Regions from separate parts of the Pan troglodytes genome. Here region 2 is linked to region 1. Evidence: chromatin contacts called from public Hi-C data. All regions are on one chromosome and are shown on one strand. The core of a region is the stretch at or near the end of the contact, and the rest is flanking DNA. Distances in the headings are between cores, read along the strand shown.

Evidence for each region. A called contact is a pair of places that touch in the nucleus more often than the background predicts.
Region 2: a contact with region 1 is called in a Hi-C map of stem cell-derived neural progenitor cells, with 2.7 times the contacts expected there. The contact joins two enhancer-like sites. A contact is called at or near these places in 1 of 7 Hi-C or Micro-C datasets (stem cell-derived neural progenitor cells) and 1 of 1 other capture datasets (stem cell-derived neural stem cells).

The regions. Positions count from the first base shown.
Region 1 is chr17:86,573,227-86,579,095 of NHGRI_mPanTro3-v2.0_pri, reverse strand. No RefSeq gene overlaps it. Among named protein-coding and RNA genes, the nearest start is that of ZNF516-DT, 22 kb to the right of the region's middle. Within about 2 kb of position 1,640, at least 6 of the 24 cell types and tissues checked have an H3K27ac peak or open chromatin away from gene starts, as enhancers often do. A contact at or near this core is called in stem cell-derived neural progenitor cells, where this site is marked.
Region 2 is chr17:86,733,922-86,739,646 of NHGRI_mPanTro3-v2.0_pri, reverse strand. No RefSeq gene overlaps it. Among named protein-coding and RNA genes, the nearest start is that of ZNF236, 140 kb to the left of the region's middle. Within about 2 kb of position 2,231, at least 3 of the 24 cell types and tissues checked have an H3K27ac peak or open chromatin away from gene starts, as enhancers often do. A contact at or near this core is called in stem cell-derived neural progenitor cells, where this site is marked.

The DNA.
Region 1 (5,869 bases), core at 391-2,890:
TTGTTATCACGTTACCACTAAGGGTGGGAATCCTAGAGCACATGATAACCAAAGAAGAATCATAACTGGAAGAGAATGTTATTAAAATCCAACTATAACTATAAATATAACATCTATAAATATATACATACACATTCACACATATTATGGTACTGCAATGCATGCCTGAAGTTTCGTGTTATTTAAGGGAAATAAAAAATAAGGCTTCAAGTGGCCAAAGGACCATTGATTTGTTTTTTCAATGTTTGAGAAAAACCCAGAAACAGAGATCAAGCTAAGGTGTTTAAAACATAGCTGGCCAAATGATGTTTTCAAGTGATGCTAACATAAATCAGTTCCAGCAATAGTTTACCTAATTCTGAGAAATCAGCAAATCAAATACATAAAAAGGCTGCCTTTGGACCAAATTGTAGTTTCTAACAAGGCTGCCTCCTGAGTGGGATGTGCTTGTTCATTAAGCTTTTTAAGCTGGGATTCACTAATGCCACTTGAAAAGGGTGGGCACCTTGCAATCCAAACACCGAACAATGCTGCACCGAAGCTTATTAAAGTTTAAGTTTTACACAAATAGCTATTTAGAAAGATTTGCTCAAAAATGTGCACACTGATTTCAAAATAACAATTCTTACAGTCTAACAAAAAAAAGCAAAGGAAAAATGAAGCTGAAACAGTGACAAGAAATTAGGTTGTTCTTGATTTTATTGTGAAATGGTACATTTGAATCACTTTCTCTAATTTTAACATGACTTTTAAAATGTGTAGGTCTTAAATAAAGTTAACAAACTAATGAATGAATATATGCAAATTGTCAGCGTGAAAAACATAAAAGCAAAATGCAGTAAATTTTCCCCCAAACATCTGAGTTTATATCCTTTTACATTTTGTCAGATTTGAGATCCTTCTGAGAAACTTTAAAGAGAATGCGCTGCTTAAGCTAAAGCTACATTCATTGTGTAAAAGTAGGGGCTCACAATTACTATGTGGCGTTGGTTGTAGAGATAAAGCATCACGAGGCTCCGGATCATTTTAGAGGCAGAAAATGGAACCTATGTGCTCCCGTCCACCAGAAGGAGGGGGAGGGAGCCGAGGGGCTTCCACCGCAGGAAGGACTCATTCTTTATCTGGCGTTTAGAGCCAGCTCAGAAACTAATGGGAACGGTCAACACTCTTCTTCAAACTCCTCTCCATTTCCTATCCCAGAGTTCAGCGTTTCATTTGACACCATTAAAAGGGCTGCTTTACTACGCTAGAAATGGAGAGTCTCATTTTCAATGTTGTTAATAAAATTAATAATTGTTGTAATCTCTCCTAAAACGCCATTTTACTATATCTTAGCCAGTTTATTTTATGAACACGAGAGTTGACAAGCTAAGTCCTTGGGTTTTTACAAACGTGTTTTCTACTCTAAATCAAAATTCTTTTTTACTACCCAACGTAGGAAAATGTATGGATTTTTAAAATCTTAAATCCAAAATACAACCAAGGAAATGTGAATGGGCGAACAACAACAACAAAAGCTCAGATGGGCACAGGGGGTGTCGACCCTTTCCCGAGAGAGGAAGGAGCTGCTCTCCACAGTTCTCTGTCGAGTCGGGGGCGTGAGCCCTGGCGGACGTTCTCCCACACCACCCCGGGCTGCAGTTGCGGCCGCACAACCGGCGGCGGTGTGGACCTGAAAGAGGATCCCTCTCCTGTGTGCACAGAGATTCTGATCAGCATCAAGCCCCGCGGAGCCCAGGCAGGAACAATGCACCAGGGAATAGACAGAGGACATCGATCCCACCTCTCTTTCTCTGACCGTGCAAGACAAGATTTTAGTTTTCTGAAAGAAACACAAATAAAGCAAAGCAAAAAGCTCAATAATTAAAGTCTGCTGTTCCAGGCCCAAGCGCCCGTGATTAACCGGAGAATATTTATGCGGCGCTGCCATGCTTCTTTGGAAATACTGAGAATGTTTTTCCCAGAGAAAATGTGGTACTATTGAACATTTTCAAAAACTAAATATATATCAACTCCCCAAACACCAGGCACATCTGCTTGTCTGACACTCAATACTGTTGTTGTTGTTGTAAGGTTTTGTATAACTCACTTCCTGTCTTTATACGTACACAACAGGATATTTAAATAACAAAGACAATAAAGAAGCCAGGCAAAAAAAAAAAAAAAAAAAAAAGGGAGTGCTCCTAACACAACATATGCATCTCCAATTCCATCTCTATGTGTTCGAGCTGCAGAAATAACCAACATCCTTAGAGTCCTGTTGCTTGCCTCTAATTGCGCAGGGTAACAGGCAAAGGGACGAGTGTTTATCGTGGGTCCCTTCACACTGCAAGGGGCAGTTTGTCTCCCAGAGTAAAAGCCAGTCGCAGCCACATTTGCTGAGGGAGTTCTAAGGTCCACCATGACCTCCAGACCCCTTTCCAGACATAACAAGCAAACACCTGGAGGGACGCATGGGGATGGATTTTTGAGGTCCCCCAAAACCCACCCTCATACGTAAGATCTTCCATTATGTTTGTATTCACTTTTTAACATACATGGCCTTTGTTTCGTGCTCATAGAGATAAAATGCCACTTCAAATATGTTCACTAAAAATACTTCAGTTAAAGAAAGGCTTTTTTTTTTTTTTTTTTAAATTTAATCGAAGTGGTCTTGTAAATCTTACTTTCCTAGTTTGGAATCCTAAAATAAAAAGAAGGTCTTCACCGTTTTATTACCTCCTTCATGGAAAAATTACTGATTGCATGGTATAACTTACTCACCATAGCTTTCGTCTTGTTCTCAGTCCAGACTCATTGTAAGTAACGGAGTTTCGCATATGAAATTGCGAGATTCAGTATTTTTCCATTTCCCTTTTATTGGGAAAGAGGCACCAGAGGCCCCCTCGCTACCTTGGTGTCTATGTGAGTTAACTCAGCACCTGCACATACATGATACAAATCAAAACTATGTGCCAAGGACCACATTCAATTTGAAAACAAAGAACACGTTTAAACAAAGAACTTCATTCGTATAGAAGAATCCCAATTTTGGCCGGTTGCGGTGGCTCACACCTGTAATCCCAGCACTTTGGGAGGCCGAGGCGGGCGGATCATGAGGTCAGGAGTTCAAGACCAGCCTGGCCAATATGGTGAAACCCCGTCTCTACTAAATAATAGAAAAATTAGCCGGGAGTGGTGTCGGGCGCCTATAGCCCCAACTACTTGGAAGGCTGAGGCAGGAGAATCCCTTGAACCAGGGAGGTGGAGGTTGCAGTGAGCTGAGATTGTGCCACTGCACTCCAGTCTGGGCAACAGAGTGAGACTCCATCCAAAAAAAAAAAAAAAAAAAAAGAATCCCAATTTTAAATACACGGAGGGATTTCAAATATCTCCACATATCACAGGGGAATTACAAATGTCTTGCATCTGTATTTATAGATTTAACAGGCTTGTATTTCTATCAAGCTATCACATTTTAACCTATGCAATACAACACTGTTTTTTGGTTTTTATAAGGCTTTTCCAAGTATAACATAAAATATGCTTGCTATGAAAGAATTAGGAAGCATACAAGGATAAAAGCAAAACCCGAATCACCCATCATATAAGACAGCCACAATTTATATATTGTTAAAGATCTTAAATAGGTACAATATGTACTGTTTTCGTAATTATGCTCATATTTCCATATGAGCAGATACAGCTCCACTTTAAATCTAGAGCATAGAACTCTTATATGGGAGGATTTATTTAGTTCCAGCCTCTCATTTTCCAGATGAGCTATCTAAAGCCCAGAGAAGTTAAAGAACTTATGAAAAATCACACAGCTAGTAAATGGCAAAGTCAGGGCAAGAAGCCAACCCTTCCATCTCTCTCCTCCTGGGTATCTAGGAAGATACCCTGTCTTTCAGACCACTTGACCTCTGTGTGTGTGTGTATTTAACAGCCCTGTCATTTAAAACAAGTAACAGCTTTTTTTAGGGTATAACTTACCTACCGTACAGTGCACCCATTTGAAGTGTACAATTCAATGGCTTTTTGCATATACACAATGCTGTGTAACCATGGCCTGTCTCCAGTATCAAAATATTTTCATCACCCTGAAAAGAAACCTCATATCCATCAGTTGTCACTCTCATTTCCCCGCCAAAGGTCCTCAACTCCAGTCAACCACGAATCCACTTTCTGGCCCCTCTGGATCTGCCTGTTGAGGACATTTCATATGAATGGACTCAGACATGATGCATTCTTTCATGCCTGGCTTCTTCCACTCAGCATACTGTTCTGAGAAGCTCATCCGTGTGATGGCGTGTGTCAGTTCTTCTCCCCTTTTCATGGCTGAGTCGTGTTCCATCAATTACACACACCACATTTTCTTTATCCGTTCGTCAGTGGATGGACATTTGGCTTGTTTTCACTTTTTGGCTGTTATGAATCATGCTGCCGTGAACATCTGTATACCAGTTTTTGTGTGAATGCATGTTTTCATTTATATTAGGTGTATACCTAGAAGCAGAATTGCTGGGTCACCTGGTAACTCCATGTTGAACCTTTTGGGGACCTGTCTGACTGTCTTCCAAGTGGCTGCATCATTTTCCAGTCCCACCAGCAGTATACGAGGCTTCTCATTTCACCACATCCTTGCCAATTATTGTTATTATCTGCCTTTTGACTCCAGCTAGCCCAGTGGGTGTGAAGTGGTATCTCATTGTGGTTTTTATTTGAGTCTCCCTGAAGGCTAATGCTTTTGAGCATGTATTATGAGCTTGTTGGCCATTTGCATATTTCCTTTGGAAAATATCTAGGCAGATACTGGGCCGGGTGTGGTGGCTTACATCCGTAATCCCAACACTCTGGGAGGCTGAGGCGGGTGGATCACTTGAGGTCAGGAGTTCAAGACCAGCCTGGCCAACATGGTGAAACCCCGTCTCTACTAAAAATACAAAAAACTAGCTGGGCGTGGTGGTGGGTGCCTGTAATTCCAGCTACTCAGGAGGCTGAGGCAGGAGAATCTCTTGAACCTGGGAGGCGAAGGTTGCAGTGAGCTGAGATCCCGCCATTGTACTCCAGCCTGGGCAACAAGAGTGAAACTCCGTCTCAAAAAAAAAAATTGGATATATATGTTATTTCACTGAAGCAAGCGAAAAACTGAAGCTAAATATTCTACAGTGTATGACAGAACATTCATACAATTCAGTACTACAAATCTGTCATATTTTAATATGGCGTGACATCATTGTATGTGGTTAAAGTGAAAAAGTTGCAAAGCAAAATGTAACAAGATCCATTTTTGTAAATTTTATGTAGATACATGTAGTTTCACTCCCATAGTAAAAGATCTATAGTTCATAGTCCCAGGCATTGGGATTAGGATGAAGCAGGGGCTGAGGCATTCTCTCTTTGTTGTCTACATTCAGGTAATACCTTGTTTTATTGTGCTTTGCTGTGTTTTTGTTTTACTGCATTAAGCAAGTCTTTCCTGCATTAAGCAAGTCTATCAGCGCCATTTTTCTAACAGGGGTGCTCACTTTGTGTCTCTGGGTCACATTTTGGTAATTCTCACAATATTTCAAACTTTTGCATTCTATTATGTCTGTTATTATGGTGACCTGTGATCAGTGAGGTTTGTGGTTATGGTTATTGTTTAGGGGCTCCACAAACCACGCCCATATAGGACCGCAAACGTGAGGGATAGATATCGGGTTTGTTCCTACTGCTCCGCTGGCGGGCCCGTCCCTCCACTCCTCTGGCTTCCCTATTCTCTGAAACACAACAATATTGAACGTAGGCCAATTAGTAACCCTGCAATGGCCTCTGAGTGTTCAAGTGATCACATAAATGTTTTTATCGACTATGTATTTATTTTTTTTGAGACATGGTGTCATTG
Region 2 (5,725 bases), core at 982-3,481, 160 kb before region 1:
GAGCCTCAAGAAACCTTGACACCTTTGATTCCCAAATACGCCAGCCTCTCTCATTCACCCTCCGACCCACAGGCTTCACTCTCAGTCTCTTTTGGGAATTGTATTCCTCCCAGACATTGACCCCCTCCCTGAATATGGCTTCCCCTGGGCTTTGACAGGACCTTGCTGAATCTTTATGAAATGTCGGGTTTTCCATGCCATCCCTGCTGCAGGTGGACGGGTGCGGGGAGGTGGGGAGGAGTTGGGGCTCAGCAGCACCCCCGGCTGCTTCTGCTCCTCCTGCTGCCATGAGTGCAGCAGACACACTGGGAGGATGGCATTCTGGTTTTGGGGTGAGGGGAAGGCAGACAGACATTTCTATTCCCTGCTCTCTGTGAATGCAAACACAACACTGCATGGTTTTGCTCTCAGACCTCTAGGAGCTCAGGGAGCAGAATCCCCTCAGTAATGCCCCTTAAACAGGGACTCAAGTAGATTATTCTCCCGGGGCTGCGGGACACTCCCACTCTTCACTTGACAAGAACACCAGCATTGGGCTGTGCCATGTGAGTCTTCCCTGAGAAATGTGCTGGACAGCTGGGGACTTCCAGTCCAGTCCTTCTTCACGCCCATCAGCTCCTTCCTGCTTTGTTCAGCCATGGCTGCCCCAATTGAGTGCAGTGGCAGGCAGTATTTTCCTCCTGGGAATTGGCCAGTTCCCTTCTTAGGTAGCTGGTCTCTGGCACCTTCTAACCACTGAAAAGTCAGGAACGAAAGAGTTTCCGGACCTTGGTCATTTAGATAATGGTATGCTGTGCCCTCGGACAGGTCAGGGTACTGCTCATGATAAATCCCACCATGCTCACCCTGTCACCTGCTGGGCTGCTTTTTTTTGAGACAGGGTCTTGCTCTGTTGCCCAGGCTAGAGTGCAGTGGCACGATCTTGGCTCACTGCAGCCTCAACCTCCCGGGCTCAGGTGATCCTCCCACCTTAGCCTCCCAAGCAGCTGAGACTACAGGCACACATCCCCACACCTGGCTAATTTTTGTATTTTTTATAGAGACGGTGTTTTGCTATGTTGCCCAGGCTCAGGTCTTCCGCCCCCCATGGCCTCCCAAAGTGCTGGGATTACAGGCGTGAGCCACTGCGCCCAGCCTGTTGGGCCGTTTGTGTAATGCCATCCGTGCCTCCTCCTGTGTGTCATGCGGGAACACCAATCATATTTTCTGATTGTATCTCTGAGCAGACATGGTATCAATGGCCAATAAAATAGGGCCTCCTGGAGACAGCCCCGGAGAGCTGTGCGAAGACAGCCAGCCACGCGCCACAGTGGATGGAAGCTAATTAAAAATGACTTATTAAACACTGCAGACACCACAGCCCAAGGCTGCAGATGAACAAACACTCATGTTTCAACACTGGCTTTTCACAGGGAAGGCAGCCATGCTGTCGTTCTGGTAAGTCATTATTTACCTCCCTGAAACTCACCAAAGGGTCTTCAGTCCTCCCCCAGGCCCCACCCCCTGCCCCTTCTGTGTGCCTGTTACAAACCCTGATATTGAAGTCATTCTGCTTCCCTTAAACTGAGGTGTTTAGAAAAGCAACAGATTGTACAATTTGATGTCAAGGACTTATTCTCAGAAAAATGACTCATCTTTATTTAAAGGGTCTATTCAAGTGAGAAATGAATCATTCTCACCTGATGGCCCTCACTGGGTGGGAGAGGGGGCGGAGGTTCCGGGAGAACCAAGTCTCTGGGCACTCTTTGCTGACTCTCCAGCTTAGAATCTCAAGCTTTGGGGCCTGAAAGGAAAGCTGTTTTTTAAGGCATTTGACCTAAACCAAGTTTTAAAAGTATCTTTAAGTATTTCCTTTTTTTTTTTTTTTAGGATAATGAAACCATAGTTGCAACACCCAGAGCTTGGGCTTAGAAGCAACTTTGACAGGATCTGTAGCTGTGAAATTTGCATCCCTGTAACACAATAACTTATCATGACAAAGATCTGTTGACGTCAATTCCTTTATTACTCTTATTTGTAGGCCAAGGGAGGGACCCAGGGCCCTGATATTGTTGCCTTGGTGCTGTAAGGATTGGGTCTGGGTCACTCTGACCTACAAAATTGATACATGGCCCTGGAATAACCTGCACATTTTGAAGAGGAAGAAACAAAACAATCGGTTACTAAAGGCTTGGCTGACTCCAGATCGTGCAATTTCACGGGCTCCCAGGAGATGGCAGCCACTTTTTGGAAAACAGTCTTTAAAGGTACACAGAGCAACAGCATGCTCACCCCTGGGGCCAGCCGTGGAAAAGTAGGAAGGGCCGGGTGCAGTGGCTCACACGTGGAATCCCAGCACTTTGGGAGGCTGGGGCAGGAGGATCGCCTGAGGCCAGGCGTTTGAGACCAGCCTTGGTAATATAGCAAGACCCTGTCTCTACAAAAAAATACAATTAACCGGCTGCGGCGGTGTGCGCCTGTGGTCCCAGCTACTGGAAGGCTGAGGTGGGAAGATCACTCGAGGCTCCAGCCTGGGTGCAGAGCAACACCCTCTCTCAAAAAAAAATAAATGAAAGAAAGAAAGAAAAGTAGGAAGAAGGCAACACTTTGATTAATCTTCGTCTTTTTTTTTTTGACAACAGAACATTGCTGGGTGACCGGTCGAGGGGCAGGACACGCAGGATGATAGTCGCCTGCTGAAAAGGCACTTCTGACAGGCCAGGGTGCAGCACAGAGTCTGCCCAGAGAACCACGTGTGAGTCCTTAAAATGGTCATAAATATGTGTAGGGATCATCACCTTATTTTTAGGGATTGCATCCATCTTAGGGGACCATCTGAACTCTGGAGATCATAGCCAATGCTTGCTTGACATCCCAAAAGCAAAACAAAACCCAGCAACCCCAAGGACCAGATTCCAAAACTAAAAGCAAAAGGACAACAGCAGGATGGCTGAGAGGCCTGTGCAGCACTGGTGGCCACGCCTGCGGGGGCAGAGGGAAGGAAGGGCCACACATTCCCCAGCACCTTGAGCCTGGGTGCCGGCGGGCAGTGTGGATGAGGACTGTGTCCCTGGAGTGGTCCCCATTCACAGGCAGAGAAACCAAGCCTCACACAGTTTGTCTGCTGCGGGTGGAGGGGGTGAGTGGAGCTGGGTAGGGACCCCCCTGGCTCTTGGACACCAGCCCTCTGACAGGTGCCCCAAGCGCCTCCACCAGTCTGCATGGGGACTCCCAGAGAGCAAGGGCACGGCTGTGCCCGTTTCTCCTTAAAGGTGATGCAGGTGTGCTCTTCTTTGCTGGCAAGAAAGCTCCATTTTGCTGTTTGCTGTCTCAGCACAAACATTTTCAAAATGGGATTGAAATCTCATTTTCTCCAGTTTTATTTTAAATACAGAAAATGACCCCATGATGAATTTCAAAGCCATAGTTGGGCTTGTCGGGCTCTCAGACTCATACAGGGGGTCTGACCCTGGAAAACCAAGGGTGCGCCACCGTTTGCAACTCTCCCACAGGGGCCTGGAGCCACTGCCTTCCTGGGAACGCTGATGCCTGGAAGGTCAAAGGCAGCACAGTCAGGCGATCTCAGCATGGTGCTTTGTGGATACAGATCTGGAGAGGGGATATGGGGACTTGAGTGATGGGGGTGGGGTCTGTAAATGCAGGGCTAAGGGATGTGTTCATTTATTCCAAACTGATGGGATGTCCTGGCAGAAAACCACAAACTCATAGAAAAAGAAAAGCTGGCCGGGCGCAGTGGCTCACGCCTGTAATCCCAGCACTTTGGGAGGCCGAGGCAGGCGGATCACGAGGTCAGGATATTGAGACCATCCTGACTAGCACAGTGAAATCCCGTCTCTACTAAAAATACACACACACGAAAAAAATTGGCTGGGCATGGTGGTGGGCACCTGTAGTCCCAGCTACTCGGGAGGCTGAGGCAGAAGAATTGCTTGAACCCGGGAGGCAGAGGTTGCAGTGAGCCAAGATCGTGCCACTGCACTCCAGCCTGGGCGACAGAGCGATACTCCATCTCAAAATAAATAAATAAATAAAGAAATAATAAAAAAGAAAAAGAAAAGCCTACCAGTTTGGCACACTTTCATGATTTGCTCACCTGTAGATTATTTTTAAAAGGACGACACCAGGAGGAATGATGAATACAGGACTCTGCCAATCACTGCTGAGTTGATGCAGCACAAATGCCTTGTCTTGATATAAGTGGTTCAACAACATGCTGGGACTTGGCACTGATGGGGTCAAGGCTTTCTGTGAATTAATACGCAGATGTGTAGCCTCCTCTCCCTCCTAACCTCTGTAAGGTTGAGTTGCTGGGCTGTGAATGACAACACAGCCAAGTGCAGAGAGAAGGGGAGCTTGGAGGATCCACACATTCAGGGCCCCTCTTGAACCACTAGAAACATTTGAAGCTTCATTTAAAGCACTCCTTATCTATCTCCCAGGTGTTAGGAAGAGTGATGTCCAACCTTGGCAGCTGCTGTGTTCCCAGGAGTAAAACAGAGATTCTCGGCATCATCCTCAAAAGGACCCGTGGAGATCGCTGCACGGAGTCAATCACCTGACAAGTGCACCAGGAATGCCCTGTGCCTGGAACTGGCTGCCGTGGAACCCACAGACGCGCAGCATGGGGACCTGCCAGGAGGAGCCATGGGGCTGCCCAGCTCATCCCCACCCTCCAAGAGCCCACAGACGCGCAGCACGGGGGCCCTGCCAGGAGGAGCCGTGGGGCTGCCCAGCTCATCCCCACCCTCCAAGAGCCCACAGACGCGCAGCACGGGGGCCCTGCCAGGAGGAGCCGTGGGGCTGCCCAGCTCATCCCCACCCTCCAAGAGCCCATGTGCCTCTGCGCATCAGCCACAGTCTGAGCTGGGCACAGAATCGACTGGTGGCCTCTTCAGTTTCCTCGGTGGCTCTTTCTCGACCCCGCTTCTTAGAGCCAGGGTGGCAATTGAGAGCAATGGCGAAACAGGTGAAAATGGGGAGAAAGGGCAGCCAGCGCTGAGATCCACACCCACTGGGAGCCTCCCCTGCTCTCCAGGTCCTGATAATTCAGATCACAAAGCACTCAGCCAGTCAGCTCTAATCCTGTAGCTGCACTGACTCTCTGTTTGTGACTTTAAAATGAAAGCGATCCTGTGTGTATTGATAACACCAGTGAGCCACTTTCAGATTCTGAATCAAAATTGTCAGCTGTTTCTCATCAGACTGTCGATGGCACCTGCCGGTGATGACACTGGTCGGGGGCAGCCGCAACCTGGGTGAGAACAAGCTCCTGGGGGATCCTCACGTGCAGCCCGGGATGGGGACCACTACCATATGGGAAAACAAAGCTCGATTAGTGCATATTCGACTTTACTTACATTTTGATTTATTGTATTTATAATTATAGAGACAGTTATCTGCTCCTTGGGAAGTAGATTGAAGGAGAGAGAAGTAGAAAAATAGTTACGCACAATCTCATTACCCAGATATGCCCACTGTTGATATTTTGTCATATTTCCTCCTGTGTTTTTATTACTGGTTTTTTTAAAAGCATAATTGAAATCATACAGTATATATGATTTTGGAAACTTGAAAAAATTTAACAACATAAAAATTTCCTCATGCATTAAACAATTTTGTAAACACAAAATGTAAACACCATTTTAAATAGCTGCATAAAACTGAAATATAGGCATGGACCACACTTTGAATTTTTTCCTCTTAAATTATGATGTTAATAATATTA